2 separate regions of the Mus musculus genome follow, and region 2 is linked to region 1. A link is a contact called in public Micro-C data. All regions are on one chromosome and are shown on one strand. Each heading gives the region's core, a stretch centred on a gene start, on an enhancer-like site or on the middle of the called end of the contact. The rest is flanking DNA. Distances are from core to core; before and after follow the strand shown.

What was found. Hi-C and Micro-C count contacts between places; a contact is called where the count stands out from the background.
Region 2: a Micro-C map of embryonic stem cells shows a contact between it and region 1, with 3 times the contacts expected there. The contact joins the promoter of Dcun1d4 here to the promoter of Gsx2 in region 1. A contact is called at or near these places in 2 of 39 promoter capture datasets (frontonasal cranial neural crest and hippocampal neurons), 2 of 484 Hi-C or Micro-C datasets (both in embryonic stem cells), 2 of 115 datasets of contacts at active chromatin or transcription factors (astrocytes and epiblast stem cells) and 2 of 9 other capture datasets (embryonic stem cells and liver).

Annotation. Positions count from the first base shown.
Region 1 is chr5:75,073,929-75,077,156 of GRCm38.p6, forward strand. It overlaps Gsx2 (GS homeobox 2), which reads left to right and starts at 1,673. Exons shown (of 2, transcript NM_133256.2): 1 at 1,673-2,409; 2 at 3,038-3,228. The coding sequence starts at 1,833.
Region 2 is chr5:73,489,292-73,492,519 of GRCm38.p6, forward strand. It overlaps Dcun1d4 (DCN1, defective in cullin neddylation 1, domain containing 4 (S. cerevisiae)), which reads left to right and starts at 1,735. Exons shown (of 11, transcript NM_178896.5): 1 at 1,735-1,900. The coding sequence starts at 1,876.

The DNA of each region.
Region 1 (3,228 bases), core at 423-2,922:
AATAATCTACCACAAGGCTATCTCCGTTTTTGAGCTCCAGTATCCTTTCACAGTGTTAGAAAAGACTTGTAAAGAATGCAGAAGCTGCTTGCTCCTCTCCAGTGGAAGGAGAGAGTAGGTTGGTCGGAGCTGGGCTGGACTATGTGGGCTGGATGAAAAGGAGGAGCTTTGGAGGCTGTCTAAGGCAAACCTTGCAGTGCAGAAGTAGTTACAAGTGAGCGGGGACCCCGTGCTCAGCCCCGAGACTCCTTAATTGTTGTCACAAGATGTTGGATTAGCACATTTCTGGAATAGCTGTCTGTTTACACTCAGGAGACCCACCGTCCACTAACCACTTTCTAATTGAATTCTAATCACATTCAAATAGCTCAATAACCAGCCTCAGCTGCAATTCATAAAACTTTAATTGCCATCCATAAATCCTGGGCTCCCTAGAGTGGGGCATCCCTACAACCCAATTATACACTTCCAGCAGGCAAGAGAGGGGTGGTCACAGAGATGGAAAGGGGAAAGAAAGACAGGACAGACACAGAACCCTGAGCCTCCAACTGCTGTTCCCTGCCCTTGATCTTCAAGTTAACTGTCACTGTTGTAAACTCACACTTGAAGTTAGCCATTTTGGTAAAAGGACAGGGGAGAAATTGCTGTCACCTCTGTGGCCTTGACTTTCTCCCAAAGACATCTAGATGGCAGCCACCTAGCAGGTAGGTGCACAAGTCTTTCTGAGCCACCAAATGGAGGTCTGCTACTAAACTGCTCCTTAGGTACAGGCAGGATTCCACCACTAGCTGAATGGCGGAATAAGCAAGGATGCAATAAGCATCTATTGAGAAGGGTGGGGTGGTGTTAGCAGGAGATCACTTAGACCAAGGGACCGCAAGGGCCTCCTCCAGCTGCTACCCCAGTCTCTGCAAAATGTTCCTGGTGAAGTTTAGCGGAGGTTGGGCTTGGAAACTATGTAACTGCTTGAAATAAGAAAGGATTGACTCTTTGCAGAAGGCAGAGCTGCTGGTTAGAAAGATGCACAAGGAAGGATTAGTGGTCTGAGTGACCTCAAGAGAATACAAGGACATTTGAGAATTGATGTAGCCTGGAGTGCTTGGTTTCTAAGCTGGGTTGTTACCCGCCAGACCTTGGCCAAATCGAAAAGCTGGGGAGCAAGGGCAGATATGAATGTGGTGAGCGTTAGACCGGCCGACCTCCACTACAAGGCCACATACGCTGGTCCAGAGCAGAAGTCTCAAGCTTTACTGCGCAGCTAGGGTTGGCTCCTAGGAGCTTAAATGCATTGGTTATCTCAGTTTAAATGGCTTGGAGGTCCCCACCTGGTGCTCTCTGCAGTGTGTCACTGTGAAGCGTTGGACAGAGGCCCAAGCGAGGGAGGAAGGTAGGCAGAAACTGGATCGCTGAGATTTTCCGCTGAGAGTGATGGAGGGAGAGGAGGTCGATCCCTAGCAAAATTAACAGACCCTACACTTAGCGAAGTCTCCCTCTCCCCCTCGTTCTTCCCTGCCTCCCCCCACCCCCACCCCTCCGCTTCTGTTGTGACTCGGGCAGCCTATCCCGAGGGTGGGGAGCTGCCGAGGAGTCTGAGCTGAGCGGTACTCCGCAGCATCACGTGCCGCGGTGGGGGCTATAAAATCCTGGAGCCGGGGCTCCGGGCGGGGGACGTGAGGACCAACCCTCTCCAGGGACCCCTTTGTTCGAGTCCCAGACACCTCAGCATCCCCAAGGACTTGACCGCCCGCGTGCGCCCAGCTTTCCGGACAGTGCTCAGATAGCAGAAGGAGAGAAGGGGACTCAGCAGCCCGCAGGACAAGCCATCCATCGACATGTCGCGCTCCTTCTACGTGGACTCACTCATCATCAAGGACTCCTCACGGCCCGCACCCTCGCTGCCGGAATCGCACCCAGGGCCGGATTTCTTCATCCCGCTGGGCATGCCGTCCCCGTTGGTGATGTCAGTGTCCGGGCCTGGCTGTCCGTCCCGCAAAAGCGGCGCTTTCTGCGTGTGCCCGCTTTGCGTCACCTCGCACCTGCACTCCTCTCGCCCGCCCGCAGGAGCTGGTGGCGGAGCTACGGGGACCGCGGGGGCTGCAGTGGCGGGCGGCGGGGTGGCTGGAGGCACCGGCGCTCTACCTTTGCTCAAAAGCCAGTTCTCTCCCGCTCCTGGGGACGCGCAGTTTTGCCCACGGGTGAGCCACGCACACCATCACCACCACCCACCACAGCATCATCATCACCATCACCAGCCCCAGCAGCCCGGCTCGGCTGCAGCGGCGGCCGCGGCGGCGGCGGCGGCAGCTGCGGCAGCGGCGGCTCTGGGACACCCGCAGCACCACGCACCTGTCTGCGCCGCCACTACCTACAACATGTCGGACCCACGGAGATTCCACTGCCTCTCCATGGGTAGGGCGGGGTACCTGCGTGCCTCCGGGGAAACAAACTTTGCGCCACCAGGGAAGGAGGTGGGAGTAAGGTGGGATCTTCTGTGGAACTGTTGAGATCTTCCCCTAGAAATTCCACGGAGGTGGAAGTTAAGGAGTCAACTTCTTGGCGAGGCCTTGTGCCCTTAGCTCTACAGGTGCACAAGTGTCGCCTGTTATCTGGGCTTTGGAGACCTGGATCAAGACTTCAGAGAAATAGGAGGTTAAACTGACTGAGATTTGGGGTGGATGCGTTTGGACCTCAGTGTGGCATCTTAGCTTCCCTGTTGGTTAAAGGCTGTCTGTGCCTTTGGCCGAGGCTGCTAGCTGGTTAGCTTTGCTAGGCCAATGGAAGACAGACAAGGGGAAGGAGAAGGCAGTAGGTGCAAGTTCCACTGGAGTCCTTTAACTTAAAATCCAGGACATTAAAGGCCTTAATTCTCATGAACGTCTGTCTTTCTTACACTCCCAGACAGACCAGGGACAAACATGGATGTGTTGGGTTAGACTGGGTTCTGGAGCCGCGTTCTTTCCAAGGGTTGTCAAGTAGAGTGGGGTCACTTTTTTTTTTCTGCGGTTCATCACCTCTCTGCTCTCTTTTGGGTCCACAGGAGGCTCCGATACCAGCCAGGTACCCAATGGCAAAAGGATGAGGACAGCGTTTACCAGCACGCAGCTCCTGGAGCTGGAGCGAGAATTCTCTTCCAATATGTACCTGTCCCGACTCCGGAGAATCGAGATCGCGACATACCTAAACCTGTCAGAGAAGCAGGTGAAAATCTGGTTTCAGAACCGTCGCGTG
Region 2 (3,228 bases), core at 485-2,984, 1.6 Mb before region 1:
AGGAAGTGCTGAGAGCAGGGAGAAAGCGAACTGGCAGCAGGTCCTTTAGGTTTAATAGTCTCACAACCATAAAGTTTGCTGCAGATAAATCAATATAGCAGATTAATAACTAATATAAATCACGGGCTTATTTTAATTTACAAGTACCAAGAAGTAAACCTCTTTTCTGTGCAAAATAATATGGGAAACAAAACTCAAACACAACAAATATTATACATAAGAAAGTCTCAGAAACACGAATAAACTGTAGTTCTTACTATATTAGGCTGAAATCAGGAACAGAATAATGAACACAAAAAGACTTTGCCCAGAATAAGCACTTAAAAAAATATAGAAGCTCCCAACCCAGGAGCCTACAAGTACCTTCCTTTGTTTATGAGACTTGGCTAAGACTCTGTCCTGTTAAGGAGACCCAAAAGAATGCTCTATGAAGAGTTCTTGTCTTCAGATGCAATTCTGATATTTTGCAATTTGATGAAGTGAATCATATGCATTTGAATGACAAATATGAAAGATTGCGTTATTGGGATTCAATTTAATTACAGAGAAATAGAGGGCGATGAGATGGAACATATCACAGTAACAAACACAGTGATGTAGATAACAAGGACTGTAAGCTGTTTTGCGCTTGTAACATTTGTCCGGATTTCAGAACTCTACAACTCAAGAGCCTGGGCTGTAGAATTCAGAATCCTAACGCAGGACCCCTTTGTTATCTTTGGTCATATCATCCAGTGCGTGTGGCGGAATCTACAGGCTGTCCAGGCTGTGGTTGGGGCAAGCGAGGTTTGGACATGGAGTGTGTGTTTGCGGTGGGGGCGGGGCGCCCACCCTCGCACATCTCAGCGTTATTGCATTACCTGTGATTGTGGAGAACTGGTTTTCAAGTACTGAAAAACTCCAAGAAACAACAAAAGCAGTATTTAGGACACTTAACAATCACAACCCCATTAACGCTTCCCTCTGCTAAACAGCGGTTTGGCCAGGTTCGACTTATGTTTCTTAGACTTTTATAGTCAGGGGACCTGGCTTATCTTGGTGTCAGGCTGACCCCAGAGCCTAATGTGGCACTAGGTTTTTCTCTCGCTGTCTGGGGACCGCAGAGGTGTCTGACGTTCAATGCCTGAAGCATTCGAAACCTTTGGCGCAAGTAACGCATGACTCTGAATAATTGACTCTGAAAAAGAGGCGCATTTCCAAAGTTGAGGACAGAAAGGTTGTGGCATAAAGGGGAGGAAAGCGGAGATATTTTTCTTCTTCTAATTTTCCGCAATGGGAAACGATTGAGGAGAACCGGCGGGACCCGGGCGCGGGCAGTAGCGGGATCTGGCCGATGGCCTCCCAGGGAACACCAGTCCCTGTGGGCTGGAGCTTGGCTCTAGGTCCCTCAGGCTGCTTTGTTTCGGATGCTTAACCCAGGTTCTCGGCTGGGCTCTCGGTTGGTCTCCCGCTCCAGGATCCGCCCGCCACAGGGCGGGGCTTCAGGGTCAAGGTGGACCAATTCCCCAGTCTCGCCCCTCCACGCGCTTTCGGACCCCTGAATGACTGACAGCCGTTGGGTCCAACCTGCGGCTCCGAACAGTGGCCTCCACCAGGGGCGGTCGGAGGCGAGACGCCGGGGCCAATCACGTTGCAGTCTAGGGGGCGGGGCCTCCTTGCCAGCTGCAGGCGGCGCAACCAGCACTTCTTCGGTCAAATGAGAGCCGAAGAGGGGCGGTCCCCCGGCTGGGGTCTAGCCAATGAGAAGGGCGGGATGGGCGGGCCGGAGAAGAAGCCGGCGGTCCTCTGTTGCGAGCTAAGGTTTGGGGAGTCGGTAGGGGGACCGCGAGTGGAGCGCGGGAGCCCGGGCGGCAGGCGGGTGTGAGCTGCCCGAAAATGCACTCGGATGCTGCAGCTGTCAGTGAGTAGCACAGAGCCAGCGGGCCCGCACACCGCGTCCGCTCCTGCGCTCCCTTCTCCACTTCTCCGGTTCCGATCGCGCTGGAGTCCCTGGCCCGGGAGCGGGTTGAACCCCTCCTGGAGTCCGAGGGCCGTGACGCTGCGGGCGGCTGGGGCGGGGGCAGGGGCGGCGGGGAGGGGGTGGGGACTGGCTGGCTTTCCGCGGTTGGGGGAGGGGGGACATTCTGGAAGGCCGGGGGCCGAGAGTCGGTGGTGCACGGAGGTGGAGACGGCGGCGGGCGCTGGCAGCTGGGGTCGGGGGTGGTACGAGCGGGCAGGGAGAGGGCCTGCGGTCCGAGTACAGGGTGAGGCTTGCGGGGCCCGAGCCGTACGGTCTACCGGGGAAGGCGGGGGAGTGCGAGGGGAGAGGGGGCGGGGACAATGGGAAGGAGGGCTGGGGGCGGGGGCGGGAACAATGGGTGGGGAGCTGGGGCAGCGGCCGGGCCGGTGAGGGGATGGGGGGTGATGTAACGGGGGCCATGGAGTGGGAGACGCCGCGGTGGGATGGGAGAGTTGTGGAGTCCGGTGTGCGGGACGGCGGTCGGGAGTGGGGAGAGGGCTTGGGGGGCAGGTGTTGGGACAGGCGGTCCCCGGAGGAGTGGATGGCGGATAGGACTGCTGTGCAGTTTGGGGGCTGGGACAGGGGTCGGGGAGGGTGTGCGGAGTGAGTTAGGAGGAAGAGTAGGTGGGGAGAAGCGGGGACTGGGAGGGCTGTCATCTTCGGGTACGGTGCTCTTGGGGCGGGGTGGGGAGCGTTGGACTGTCCATTGGGGGAGGCGCCTCCTCCCTGGAGAGGCCCGGTTCCAGCCTAGGAGGGGACCACCATTGAGCCTCGGGGTGCACTGAGGAGAGGGGGCGGGGCCGGGTACCCGGGAGGTGTCCCGAGGCTGGCAGTAGCCTCCGCGTTCGGCGAGCAACGGGGAGCGAGGTCAGCGCGGGCTGGGGTTACAGGACCGGGAGGCCGCTGTCTGCGAGCTGACTCGACCCGCAGGGGTCCTGGAAGCGGGGTGGAGGAATTGGCGTAAGAGGTTGTCGGGGTCCCCGGCGGTCCGTAGGTTTGGCAGTGTGTGACGCAGTTCTCTAATTTCTGGCCATCAGGTGTAGAGGCTGATGCGTCAAGACCTGTTACCTTGTACGGAGGGCCGCTTTGGAGGCATAGCAACGCGCGTGCGAGAAGCTACCTCCGCCCGAAGCACCGGGAGGGTGCTTTAGGGGTTTCCTTTAGGGTCTGGCTCCCCGAGCCGGTGTAAAGGGAAAGGCAGTCTCGTGGAATTCTGGGTCTTGTAGTCC